Linked DNA regions of Ovis aries: region 1 is linked to region 2. Evidence: chromatin contacts called from public Hi-C data. All regions are on one chromosome and are shown on one strand. The core of a region is the stretch at or near the end of the contact, and the rest is flanking DNA. Distances in the headings are between cores, read along the strand shown. Region 1 holds the start of PLXDC1 (plexin domain containing 1). Region 2 has its middle 27 kb from the start of FBXO47.

What was found. Hi-C and Micro-C count contacts between places; a contact is called where the count stands out from the background.
Region 1: a contact with region 2 is called in a Hi-C map of muscle, with 3 times the contacts expected there. The contact joins the promoter of PLXDC1 here to the enhancer-like site in region 2. A contact is called at or near these places in 10 of 16 Hi-C or Micro-C datasets (blood, hypothalamus, mesenteric adipose tissue and 5 more).

What each region holds. Positions count from the first base shown.
Region 1 is chr11:39,400,953-39,408,377 of ARS-UI_Ramb_v3.0, forward strand. It overlaps PLXDC1 (plexin domain containing 1), which reads right to left and starts at 5,932. Exons shown (of 14, transcript XM_004012833.4): 1 at 5,730-5,932. The coding sequence starts at 5,805.
Region 2 is chr11:39,309,092-39,316,154 of ARS-UI_Ramb_v3.0, forward strand. No RefSeq gene overlaps it. Among named protein-coding and RNA genes, the nearest start is that of FBXO47, 27 kb to the left of the region's middle. Within about 2 kb of position 3,955, at least 2 of the 54 cell types and tissues checked have an H3K27ac peak or open chromatin away from gene starts, as enhancers often do. A contact at or near this core is called in muscle, where this site is marked.

The DNA of each region.
Region 1 (7,425 bases), core at 4,682-7,181, 94 kb after region 2:
GGGCCCACAGCTGTCTCTGGAGTCAGAACTATTTGTGCTGGGCTGCCTGGGTCCTCCTGCAAGCAGCCCTCAGGCCTGGGCAGGAGCCAGAACAGGAAAGGAGCTTGTGCAGAACAAGCAGAGGAGCTGAGCTGGCCCGGAAAGGGCTGCTAGGGATCTGCAGGCATCATAGTCCTGCATCCGAGACAGAAGGAGCCTGGACGGTGCGGCGCGAGGCCTGGTGAGAGGGCCCCACCAGAAGCGTGGCCAGGGACGGCACACCTGACACCCGCAGGCTGTGTGACCTTGGACCCATCAGTCTACTCGTCTAAGTAGAAGTAGAAAATGGGAAGGACAATTGTGCCTATGGCCCAGGCCACCATGAGCATACAGAAAGAAGCAAAAATACGATTTTATAAGTAGGAGGACTCAGGGCCAGGACCAGAGACCAAGTATCCAGAAAGGGAAAGGGCCAAGGGACAGAGGAGGTGGTCACCGAGAACCTGCCCCACGCTGACCTAACCCTGAATCTTGCCCTCCCAGCCCCCACCGCAACTGTCTCCCTGACACCCAGTTGACTAGGATGGGACATCACTCCCTCAGCTTGCAGAAGGAACCAGCACAGCTGGCTTTGCACGTGCGTATGTAAGGGCCTATGTGCACACACACACTTGCCTGAAGGCCTGGGTCCTCCTCCTGTGGGCTCCAACCCCCGGCTACCGCCTGCTCTGCCCTCCTCCCAGCACCCATCCCCTGCCTCTGCATGTGAGGGGACCTGCCTGTGAATGATGGCGAGAAGCTTCCAGAGCACCGCTAGCCATGTATTCATTCATTCCACCACCCATGACCCCAAGTAGCGAACAAGTCTAGTGTTCGCACTGTGAGGGGTAATAACAATAATAGCTCACTTCTAGAGAATGCTTACCCTGTCCTGGCACTATTCCCAGGGTTTTAAACCCACTAACTCATTTAATCTCCACAATTGCCTCATGAGAGGGGTGCTGTTGTAGACCCATTTTACAAACTGGGAAACCCAGGTCACGTGACCAGTCCATGAGGGGGTTTGCACTCAGGCACAGCAAGTGCAGGTTTGCTCACACCACGGTACACCAGGTGACTCACACGCAAGGCCGTTCTCTAAGGTGCAGGGCAGCCCAGGGCAGGATGCACAGGTGCCGCTGGGCCCGAACCTGGGAGGTTCCCCGGCAGACTGTACCCCTTGGAATGCAGAGGGGCAACCCAGTGGCCATGCCCCAACCCTCTTCTGGTGCCGCTGCCCTGCTCCAGGGCAAGAAGCAATGGGCTGACTTCAGGAGGCCTGGTCACACCATCGCAGTGCCTGAGCCAAGCCACCTTCATCCCACCCGTCACCCAAGCATGCCATTCCAGCCCCACAGCCACCACTCGGTTGTGGCCACCATCACCTCTTTCCTGGTGATGACTTCAGCCTCTACCATTCATGCCCTTGGGCCAGTCTCCCACACACCTGCCGGAGCATCCTGTCTAGAGGAAAAACTCCATTCCATCCCTCCTGTGCTCCCCTCTTGCCATGACCCTTCGGCTGACAGCCCAGCTCTCCCACTCAGCACTGGAGCCTCTTCGTGATCAGATCCCTGCTGGCTTCTTCAGTCCCCCAGTCCTTTCCAGGACTCAGCCCCACTCTCTCTGGCCATGGGACTTCACACAGGCAGCTTTCTCAGCCTAGATCATTCTGCTCCATAAATAAATGGAACTGACGAGCTCTTGCTCATCCTTCAAGTCTCACGAGATGTCACTTCTTCCCAGTGCCTTCTCTGACATTTCTGTGCCTCACCCCAAATGCTATGTGCATAGTCCCAGCCCTGATCCTGACAAATCACTGCTATCTGGGCAACCACAAGCTCTAGGTGCTTGACATAGAGTAGATGCTGGTCAAGCACACACAGGTGACGATGGATGGAAGGAAGGAAGGAAGGCAGGCATGTTTAAATTCTCAGAACTCCTGAGACCCACAGGGCTTAGAAGACCCTTCTCTTGGGGCACAGCCTCCCCAGAAAGCCTCCTTGTTATCACAGCAATAAAAACACAAATTTGGAATCAAATAAGCTTGAGATTGAACCTTGAATCTATCGCTTACTGACTACGACATTGGACAAATCGCACAATCTCTAAGTTTCCTCCTCTAGAAAATGGAAATGATTAAACTTACACTTGGCAAGTCATTGTGAGTCTTTAACAAAACACTGTACACACAGCATCCAGCAGGGTCCTCCTGCCTTTCCTGGGTTTCATATGAGGACCAATTTTCCAAGGGGTTTCTGGAAGGCTCCAGACCCTGAATTGAAATCCTGCCTCTCAGTTACAAAGCCGCCAACCGCACTCTCTTCCCTCCTGCAGGCAGGCAGAGACTCACTGAGGACCCTGATCTGGGGAGCGAGAGGGAGGCATGAGGAAGGGGCAGCGAGGGATGGCCAGAGGCTCAGAGGAAAAGAGGGGAGGAGAGGAGAAAAGAAGAATCTGCCTCTCTGAGTTTCTCTCAAAGGGACAGAATGGGGTCTGTGAGCTCCTCCAATTCATTCACTCACTCAATACACGTTTATTGAGCCCCGTGTTCCAGAAGGGCTTCCCAGGTGGCAAGAGTGGTAAAGAACTCGCCTGCCAATGCACGAGACACAAGTTCAATCCCTGCGTTGGGAAGATGCCCTGGAGGAGGGCATGGCAACCCACTCCCGTATTCTTGCCTGAAGAATCCCATGGACAGAGGAGCCTGGCGAGCCAAGGCCCATAGGGTCACAAAGATTCTGAAGCGACTTGGCACGCACGCACTATGTGCCAGGCACTGTGTGAGTGCTGGGGCAAAAACAGCGAACAGGTAGACACAAGCCCTGTGCCCATGAAGATTCTAGTCGGGAAAGACATAACCAAGATGAGTAATTCAGCCAGTAAGACAATGTGAGATGGTAAGAAGGACTGTGGAGGAAACAGAAGGACGGAAGGGTTGGGGTTGTTTCTGCTCTGGACAGGCTCCTTAGGGAGCCTCTCTCAGAGGTGGCCCTTGAGCCGACTGAGACCCGGATGAAGAGAAGCCAGTTACCTGGCGATCCCAGGGGACAGCAGCCTGAGTGTTTGGGGCAGTTCGAGCAGAGGTGGGGGTGGGGAGAGGCTGTCCAATGGCCACTGGGCGGAGATTGGATTTCAGTCTCCATTTGTTTGAAGATCCCTCCCTGGTGAGCAAGGAGAAGGCTGGAAGCAGAGTCAAGGCTACAAGGGGCCCTAGAGGCAATCTGATCCAAACTTCATTTTATGGATGGAGAATCCAAGGGGCAGAAAAAGGATGAAGCGGCCAGGGTCACCCAGGGTTGGAGATGGGCCTGATCTGCTAGCTCCCAGGACAGGATGCCACCTCCAGTGGCCTTTTCCTTCTCTGTCTGATGTGGGCACTTCCAGTTTCACTCAGCCCAGACCCCAGGGTGCCCCCAGCTCCCACCATGCACCCTAGAATCTTCCTGTCTCCCCATCTGTCTATCTGCCTGTCAGCCTCTGTTGGTCTCCCTCACCACCTGACTGTACCTTTGGGTCACTCATCCATCTTTCTCCTGCTCCTGTTTTAATGACAGATGAAGTTTCAAGGCCAGTTCATCAAGAGGGAGGGGAGATCTCAGCTCCCCCCGAGCCCCGCCCCCTTCCACTCCCCACCCACATCCCCTCTCCCCACACAGCACAGAGGACTTGGAGCCTTGGGGCTGGATGGCAGCACCCACCCCTCATGTCCAGCTCCCAACTGCCCTCTCACCTGTCACCAGGGCTCCACCACCAATCGGAGCAGCCCTTTCCCAGAGGGTCCCACCCCCACATCTGTTCTCCCTAGAAGACAACCCCTGCCTCCAAACAGGGCCCGCTCAAACCCAGTCTGGTCGTGAAAAAAAATAAGCTCGACACAGAGTCAGCAGCGCCCCCGCTGGCTTCCTTCAGTCTCACCAGTCTCCCTGCTGCAGAGAAAGTTCATTTCTCCTGGCTGAATCTGCCAAAGCTGAGGAGACAGGACATCTTCTACTGAGAGATGTGATTCAAATCTCTGCCTGCACCCTCTTTGGCCCCCCAGGGTATCTCCTCTTCCAATCACCTCTGAAGAGGCAGCCCTCAGCTCAGCCTGGCTCTGGCCCCTGCATTGCCCATCCTTGTTTCCTTCCAGTGCCCTCTTCCCCACCCCTTTCCGTGGATCTCCCATCTCAGTCAGATTCAGAGCCATCCCTCATCAATCCAGTCATATCCAGAGTTCAGAAGATCTCATCAGGATGGGTTTGCAAAAGACCTAAAAAATTGACCTGTCCAACCCATTCCTTTTTATATTGACTTAATTTTTGTTTTTTTCTTTTTGCAATTATCTCATACACATCATAACAAATCTGAAAAAGAGAGACAGTCATAAAAAAGATCTCTCATAATCCTATAATCCCACAAAGATTTTGCCCACAGCCTCACTTTATAAGGGAGGAAACAGGCCCAGAGAAGGAAAGTAACTTGTTCAAGGTCACACAGCAAGCAAGATGTTGGAACTAGAAGTCACATCTCTGGCCACTCTCTGTGTGGTCTCTCTGAAAACTGGTGGTTTTGCATCAGCAGCCTCTTGCCACCTAGGCTTCCGCTGCCCTCTGCCCACACTCTCCTTCTCAACAGAAACCCAGGCCTGTCTCAACTATATTCAGGGACCATTAAAGTCAAGAATGCCATCCCTGATGCTGTGCCTGATGCCCACAGACCTCTGAGACACAGCAGCCCAACTACAGCATCCCCCTGGACAAACCCTCCACCTGCTCCATCCCACCCTGGGGGACATCTATGCCTGTGAGGCACGGAACTCTATCTTCCCAGTTCTGTCCAGAGGCTTGACTGCAATCACCCACCTCCCCAACCCCAGAGAATGCCTGCATACAGAAGGAAGAAAGAGGAGAATGCAAAATTACTTGCTGAAAAATGGTTCTCCTTTATAACAGGACAGACTCAAGGTAGATCTCCAAAAGGACTTTCCAGGTGGGAGAATGATTGCAGAGAACTGCTGTGGGGAAGGTAGGACACCCCACCCTCCTAATCTAGAGCCAGAAAAGCTAAAGGCCAAGGGCCGCCAGGGCAGAGTAGAGCCAGAGTGACTGGAGGACCCTAGAGGCTGGGGGTGGGGAAGCAGCAAGTTGCTTCTTTCTGGGCCCAGCGCTGCTCTTCAAGTACCAGAGAGGAGAGGCCGTCAAGCTCCCCACTGCCCTTGCTGGAGGAGAGATGGTGGGTCTCCTCCATCCTCCTGGCTACTGCCACTCAGCCCCCAGACTGGGTCAGCTTGGGAGTGAGGGCAGCGGAGAGAAAAAGGAAACAAAACTGAAGCAAGAGACATCCCAGACTCCGCATCTCATCAGAATTCAGCCTCACCCAGTGTGGCCAGGGGACCCTGTGACTCTCCCACCGTCCTCTTTGGGGCCAGAGCCCAGTGCCTTGTGGATTCCCTCTCTGCTGGGGTCCCTCCAGTGTCCTTCCAGGAGGGAAGGAGAAATCGGGGCATCGGGGTCTGATCCTTCCACCCTCACTCACACACCCTGTGTGTTTAGGAAAGTAGGGGTCCTTGTTCACCTGCCACCGTCCACAGCGCTCCTGGCCTCCCTCGGACACGACCCCCGGCGCCTCTGACATCGCCAGCCTGCCGGTACCTTCCATGCCCACGCCCGCCCACCTGCCCCCTCGACCCACGACCCTGACCCACCCCCACCAACTCTGGCCAGTCCTACCTGCTCCGGGCTGGGGGCTCAGAGCCCGGGCAGCCTCCCTGAGCACCAGCACGAGGAGCCAGAGCTCAGCCCGCATGGTGGAGGCCAGGACCCGCCCCCGGCCCGCAGCTGTCCCGGCCCGGCTCGGGCGGCGCGGTCCCCCGGGCTGGCCGGCGGAGGGGTGGGCGGCGGAGCGGCAGCGGAGCGCGGGGCAGGCAAGCAGTGAGAGCGGCGGAGCGCCAGCGGGCGGCGAGCGAGCCGAGCGGCCTCCCGGAGCGGGGACTGGGGAGGGGGCGGGGCGGGGGGGGGGCGCGGCGCCTCCGGAGCTCGCCCCGAGTCTTCCCCAGCCCTCCCAGCCCTGCCCGAGCGCTCCCCGAGAGCTCCCGCGGCCGCTTCCCAGGCGGGGGGAGAGGGTAGCGGGAGGAGGAAGGGGACAGGGCGGGGAACCCTCGGGCTGGGAGAACCCCCGAAGAGCATCAGCTACCCCTACACCGCACCTTAGCTTCTGCCTGCTTTCCCCTCCTCCACTCCCTGGGGGAAAGCGGTGGAGAGAAGGCTCGAAGGGCCAGATCCCAGGAAGGGACAGTGGGCGCCCCTTCCTCAGACCCTGCGCTCCTACCATCCACACTCGACCCATTTCCACCAGGCTTCCCGACTTTCTGGGCTGTTGCACAGAGTTGTGTAGGGATCTGATGCCCATCCCCACCCCAGGAGTCTCCCCTTGCAGCAGAGGCCTGAATTCCACGCCCTCTTATGGCTTCTCTCCACTTTATCCCACCCCGCAGACATGGGGATGGAGGGGACCTGAATCATCCCTACTTTGAAATAACCTGGACTTCTTCCCACCCCCAGAAAGTAACTGAGGTCACCCTCCTCTTTGGGGACCCCAGACCTCCACAGGGCCCAACTCAGTCAATCTTCAGAGGAGAGCAAGGAAATGTCTCACCCCAACTGCCACCACCTTATAAGCAGGCTCTGGGAATAGATAACTTTTTTTTTTTTTTTTTACCCTACCAGAACAGAATAAAAATACCCTCAATTTAGGAGATTTAATAGATGGCAGGGAATCAGGTCAGGACCCGGAGGTGCCTCTTCCCTCCTCGACCTAATTCGTGCGAAGGCAAGGAGATCCAGCGCTGGATGGAGGGAGAATGAGGGTGAAAGGGACGCCCTGATATATACAGGCTGGGGCCCTAAAGACTAATCTTTCAGAATCCCAGTTCGTTCTTCCTCAGGACCCAGGGTCCCAGAACCGACCTCCTTTAGCCCGACGTCCCCTAATCACTTACAATGGGACAAGGCTAGGCCTGTCTGTAAGTTCTTGTTGTCTCATTTAAATTGCTGTTTTGCCAACTCTCAGGATCAAAAAGGCTGCTGCTTCCAGCTGCGGCTTCTTGCTGCCCTCTAGTGGCCACGTGACGAGCCGCAACGCGTGTGTTTTGCGGTTTTCCTCGATTTTCCAGACCTGCCTACGCGCTTCGCGCTATCTCCGACTCCAGCCAGGCGGGTTCACATCTCCTTGCCCCTACCTTCCGAGAGATCAAGGTGAGAGGACCCAGGACGGAATTTCAGCTCCGGCAATGATCTTTTTGAACAGTCCCCTGTCCGGGATGCCTCGCGCGCGGTCTGTTTTAAAAAGTCTCTTAATAAAGGACTCAGGCTGAAACAGCAACTTGGAAATAATTAGAAGCAAATGACGTGTCAATTTTTTTTTTAA
Region 2 (7,063 bases), core at 2,705-5,204:
AAAAGACACTGATGCTTCAAAAGATTGAAGGCAGAAGGAGAACAGGGTGACAGAGGATGAGATAGTTGGATCGCATTACCGATTTAATGGACATGAACTTGGGCAAACTCCGGAAGCTGGTGAGGGATAGGGAAGCCTGGCATGCTGCAGTCCATGGAGTCTCAAAGTGTAGGACACGACGTGGTGATTTAACAACTTTTATTGTGTTAAAAATATACATGATATTTACCATTTTAACTATGTGTAATATACAAATGCAGTGAACTTGAGTACCTTCATGTTGTTGTGCCACCATCACCACCATCCATCTCCAGAATTTTTTTTTTTTATTTTCCCAACTGAAACTCTGTACTCATTAATACTAACCCTTCATTCTCTCCTCCCCACAGATTGTGGCTGCTGCTGCTGCTGCTGCTAAGTCGCTTCAGTCATGTCTGACTCTGTGCGACCCCATAGATGGCAGCCCACCAGGCTCCCCTGTCCCTGGGATTCTCCAGGCAAGAACACTGGAATGGGTTGCCATTTCCTTCCCCAATGCATGAAAGTGAAAAGTGAAAGTGGAGTCGCTCAGTCCTGTCTGACTCTTGGCGACCCCATGGACTGCAGCCTACCAGGCTCCTCTGTCCATGGGATTTTCCAGGCAAGAGTAACTGGCACCCATGAATTTATGAATTGCACTACTTTAGTTCCTTATATACATGGAATCTTATCAATACATTATTAATCCTTTATTTAACCTGAAGTCTTTGAGCATCATCCATGTTGTAACACGTGTCAGAATATCCTTCCTTTTAAAAAGAGGCTTAAATTTGAGATAGGCCTAGAACCTGGGACCATTCACTGCAATACTGCAGTGCTTGCACCTGGACACACCTCTTCTCAAGCAATAAAATACAAAGAAACTCCATGGGACTAAAAATGCCTGTGTGCTTGCGCAGTTGGGACAAATTCTGGACAAAAGATACAAGAGACTAAAAGACCCAACTGGCACTTTGGAGGAGCCTGGAGCAAAGTCAGGGGGTCTGGAGCAAACATGGCGTACTGCGTATGTCCTCTGCACACACCACCACCTAAGAGGTGGACAAAACACCTCCTTCAGCCTGACTCCTGGACACACCCATACCCTCACCCTATATAAGGAACAAGCTTGCTCACCCCCACCCCCACCGTCCACCAGGGAGCAAGCAAAGGAGACTGTTGTTTGTTCTCGAAGAGGCCCCACTAAGGCCTTGCCTGAATTTCTTGTCGGGTCTCTAGTCAATTTCTATTTTTCTATTGATTGGGGAAGGCCAAGAAGTCTAGTCGGTAATAAATTCATCTGTGGAATGGGACTGCCATGAATCTAAAAGTTTTATTTGAGGACACCTGATGCTTTTATTCAGAGAAGGCAATGGCACCCCACTCCAGTACTCTTGCCTGGAAAGTCCCATGGACGGAGGAGCCTGGTAGGCTACAGTCCATGGGGTCGCTAAGAGTCGGGCACGACTGAGCGACTTCACTTTCACTTTTCACTTTCATGCATTGGGGAAGGAAATGGCAACCCACTCCAGTGCTCTTGCCTGGAGAATCCCAGGGACGGGGGAGCCTAGTGGGCTGCCGTCTATGGGGTTGCACAGAGTCGGACAAGACTGAAGCGACTTAGCAGCAGCAGCAGCAGATGCTTTTATTAATGCAAATCTTGCAGTTTATGAACATAATAAAGCCCCTGTTTATTTTAGTATTCTTTAATAGCTCTTAACAAAGATTTACAATTTTTCCCCATAGCGAGTTGGAACATCTTTTGTTAGATTTATTCCTAGGTACTTCATTATTTTTAACTTTATTATAAATGATATCTCTTTAAAAGTACAATTTCTTTTAGAGGCTGGTGTAGAGAAGTCCTCTTGATATCATTTATTGATTTTGTTTCTAATACAATTGCTTGCTAAATTCTCCTATTAAATCTACAAATATACATGTACATCCTTTAAGATTTTCATTGTAAATACTCTTATCATTTGCAAATAATGACAGGTTTTTTTCTTTCAGTCCAATTTTTGTATGCGCTGCTACTCTGGTGGTCTTCAATACAGTATTGAAATCAGCCATTCTTGTTTCCAGTCTTAAAAAAGGAAATGTTTATATATCACCATTATGTTTGCTAATAGTTTTTCTTTTTAAAAATCATTAATATATGTTCAATTTTGTCAAAAACTTTTTTCCCTTATTCAGTTAATGTGGTACATTTCATTGCTTGGTTTTCCTTTTTCATTACTTTGCATTATGAATATTTTCCAATGTACATAAAAGTTGGAAGGATGGTACAGCGAACATAACGTATACCTATGACTTAGGCATAAAAATTGTGAAAATTTTACTATTTTTGCTTTATCTCTGCACCATCTGGGCTTCCCTGGTGGCTCAGATGGTAAAGAATCTGTTTACAATGCAGGAAACCTGGGTTCGATTCCTGGGTGGAGAAGATCCCCTGGAGAAGGAAATGGCAACCCACTCCAGTATTCTTGCCTGGAGAGAGAAGTCTAGTGGGCTACAGTCCATGGGATTGCACAGAGTCAGACATGACTGAGCAACTAACACATGTATCATATAAGTAACATACATGTCTATACAGATTTTTTTGGAATAGGCTGTATATATATTTTTAACTTTGACTCCACACATTTTATTATCTATTTATTTATTTTTGGCTTCACCTCTCAGTTTGTGGGATCTTAGTTCCCCAAGCAGAGATCAAACCCAGGTCCTGCGCAGTGAGAGTACAGAGTCCTAAACACTGGACTGCCAGGGAATTCCCTGTATCCTTTTTCTCAGTTATTTAAAGATAACCTGCAAATATCATGACATACCACCCATAAAATACTTCAGCATATAGCTCCTAAATATAAAGGACATTTTCCTATTAAAACACAATAAATTATCACACCTAGGAAAATGAATAATTAATTGACTTCTTAGTATTCAGTCTACAAGATATTCCTGGGGTAGATCCAATTTGAGAAAAGCGTATTATTCTTTTAAACGCTGATGAATTCAATTTGCTAATAGTTTACTTATGGTATTTGCATCTATGTTTGTGAGTGAACTTGGCATATAATTTTCCTTTCTGTGCTATTCTTGTAATGGTTTACAAGGTTGCTTTGACATTGTTTTTAATTTAATCAATTAAATTTAAATTAATTTAATGTGTCCATTAACTTGAGCTTGGTAATTGTTCTATTCAAATTTCATAAATCCTTACTGAGTTTGCTTTGTTTGGTTATCTGCTTGGTTTCCTGATCACTTGAGGATATTGCTGTCTCTTGTTATGATGACTGTTCAGTCCCATCTTTTAGTCTGCCAGTTTTTGTATATTTTTCATCATCACGTAGTGAACTTTTCATATCTAATAGTACTTTTGGCTTTCGAGTACATTTAGTCTGTTACTTATGTAGTTTTGTCAGCTTTCTTTTACTTAGTATTTGCTTAATGTGTCTTTTCCATTCTTTTGATTTCCGCCTTTCTGTATCCTTATATTCTAGATGAGTCTTTTAAAAAGTATATAAAGCTGGATTTTTTACTGCTCTGACAAGTTTTTAACTGAAGCATCTATTACATTATACTTACTGCAATTACTGATATACTTTTTTTTTAGTTGTCTCTTTGGTTCCTCTTTTTATGATTATTTTTTCTCTTCTCTCTTAAGTTTGTTTGATTGCTAACTTGTTATCACTACATTTCTATTAGTTTAGAAGCTAAATATTTTATTCCTAGACTTTAAGTGGTTTGATCTAAAACTTTATTATGAGTACTTAACTCATCAAAGTCCAAAGTAAATCATTACTCTTTTGCCTTTTCCAAACACTGTGAGAACCTTAAAACACTTTAATTCCAATCACCCACCTTCTGACTTATATGTTCCTGGGCTGTGTATTTTGGCTCTACCTTAGTTGAGTTTGTTTTCTCCTGTGAAGTTTTTATTATGCACAGAGCAGGGAGGGGACTCAGTCTCTTGGCAACTGCTTCCCTCGTGGTGGCCAGGACATTGCTCAGTTCTCTTGGTTTCCTCTTGGCGCAGATATGTGTCCCTAACATTTTCTGGATGAACTTGAGGGCCTGCTTGTCCTTGGAGACCTTGAACTGTTCTATGCCATGTTGCTCATTTAGCGCAGAGCTGAGCACTTCTTGGATCGCGTCCTGAGAGAACTTGGTAGTGTGCTTGATGAGGTGCCCAAGGCCACAGCTGTGTCTTGGTTGGGTCATGACCTTGGTCCCCTTCTGGCCCTTGTTAAGCCCATGGCGACATGGGGTAGTATGGAGCCGTGGCTGGACCTATACTGCAGGCCCTGGGGCCAGATGACCACAGATATCCTCTTTTTGGTTTTTTTATGCCTTAGAAACTTACTATAGTTTTATGTAGTCAATTGCTTAGATAAAATAGATGGTCAATATTTGATTAATTATTTTACCCCTTACCACTCTACACTCCTTTTTATGTAATATTCCTTCTTTTCTAGCCTTTGTTCTTTATAGATTTTCAGTGGGTATGGAATTCTAGGTTGATTGTAATTTCCTCTCAACACATTGAAGATATTTTTCCATTATCTTCTTACCTTTATTGTTGCGATTAAGAAGCTGGCTATCAGTCTAATGTTGCAGCTTTGAAGTTATCTGACTTTTGTCTCTGCTTTTATGATCTGGTCTGTCTTTGGTGTTCTGCAATTTATTATGATGTGCTGGATTGCAAATCTCCTTTCTTTTTTTTTTTTGGCTACCCTAGTCTTAGTTGAGGCATGTGGGATCTATTTCCCTGACCAAGATTTGAACCCAGGCCCCCTGCATTGGGAGCATGGAGTCTTAACCACTGGACCACCAGGGAAGTCCCTGCAAACCTCCTTTTATTTCTATTAGAAATTCACTGGAGGAATGTCTCTGGTTGTCCAGTGGCCAAGACTCCAGGCTCCCAATGCAGGGAGCCTGGGTTTCATCACTTGGTGAACTAGATCCCACATGCCTTAAATAGGAGTTCACATGCTGTAACTAACAGAAAATGCAAATAAATAAAAAAAAATATTTTAAAAAAGAAATTCATTGGGCTTCTTGAATCTGAGTATTCTTTCATATTTCATTTCTTTGTCTCACTGAATTTCTTCAGGTGTTTTCTAGTTCAATAATTCTCTCTTCAGTGTGTCTAATCTGCTATTCTGTCTACTGTTTTAAATTTTAATTATTACATTTTTTCATTTCCACCATTTGTTTAAAACTTCTTAATCGTTTTTGTAGCTCTTCTTATTTACTTTATTATTTCTTTTTCTTTCTTCAAAGCTCTTAAATAGGTTTTTAATATTGTGTTTCTGATCATTCCTATATCTAAAGTTTTTATAAATCTGATTCTGCTGCCTGTATAACATTTCATCTCTGGTGATAATTTCCTTGGGTTTTGTGATTTTTTAAAATTATTTTTAAAAAATTTTATTGAAGTATAGTTGGTTTACAATGTTGTATTAATTTCTGCTATACAGCCAAGTGACTCAGTTATTTATATATATATATTTTTTTCATATTCTTTTCCATTATGGTTATCACAGGATGTTGAATATAATGTTGAGTATAGTTTCCTGTGCTATACAGTAGGATCTTATTGTTTGTGGGTTTTATGATTTTTGACTGTGATTTAATATTTCTTAAAATTTTATCGGTGGGAATTTTGTAGGGCCAAGGATAAAGGTGGGTTCACCTAAGAGGCTTTGTATTTGCTCTTTCAGCACTTAGGATCACTTTACATTACATTTTCTGCTAGAGGCTTTTCAGACCATCCAACTAATATGAATCTGTGCTGCAGATTTGTGTTAGGGCTAGCTTTTAGTTATACATTTTCCAGAGTTTGTTTCATTTTCCTGTGGTATCAAGAATCAAGGCAGCTCCTTCTAGCTGCAGATCTTCCAGATGGAAAGATTAGATATATTTCTGGATTAGCCTAACAGTGAAAGTGTAGACTTTAAGTGCCTCACCTACATGCTGCTGCTGCTAAGTCGCTTCAGTCGTACCCAACTCTGTGCGACCCCATAGACGGAAGCCCATCAGGCTTCCCTGTCCCTGGGATTCTCCAGGCAAGAACACTGGAGTGGGTTGCCATTGCCTTCTCCAATGCATGAAAGTGAAAAGTGAAAGGGGGTATCAATTAGAATCTCCACCTTAGGCAGACCTGGGGCTCTGTCTTATTCCTTGATCTCCTTGAAGTCTTGAAAACTGAGAGCTACATGGTTTGATAATTTCTCCGCTTATCTCTTGGGGTTCCTACCACCACTTGGTTTTGGCTGATATTCCTTATTTTTATTAATGAATTTAGAAGGTATTTTCAGTATTTTATCCAAATTTTTAGTTTTCAGCAGAGGAATTAGGATATCTGGGTTTATGACACTATCTTAAAATCAGATTGAGACTTGAACCCAGCCAAAACCCTGATTGGGACTTGGACTATGTTCTTTTAATTAGAATCACTCATCTGGTGTCTGGACTTACTGAGACTCAAATTCTTTGTGTCTCCATGCAGAAAGAACTCAGCAAGAGGCACAGTAATAGGCAAGAAGTAGATTTATTACTGTAAGATGCTTGTGAGAGATGCAAGTGAGCAGGGGAGGGGGCACTGCCCTGAGGATTAAGTGGGCTACAAGTTTACAAAGGAAAGTAGGGGAGGGCGAAAAGACCACCTTCTTCATGTAAATGTCAGGCTTACATCACTAGCTCCTCCTTCATGTTGGGCGGGAGAGTTTCTGACCATATGAGGTCAAACTAGGATTATCATAGCGCTTATTCAAATCAACAGAAGGGTGGTAACATTTTTCTTTCACCTAAGGACCTGGGGTACATCTCATTCTTTTATTTATGGCTTTATAGTTAAGTCTGCTTTGTTCCACAGGGTTCCAATAGCTTTCTTGAATGATCATTAACTTATAGTCATCTCCCAGCATTTCCTAGGTTTCCTTCTCTATCCACAGTCCCCTACTGGGACCTCTGCAACTACCTGTTTAACTATCCCATTCTGTCCCCATCAATCTGAAATGGAAACCTGCATCATTTATTTTTC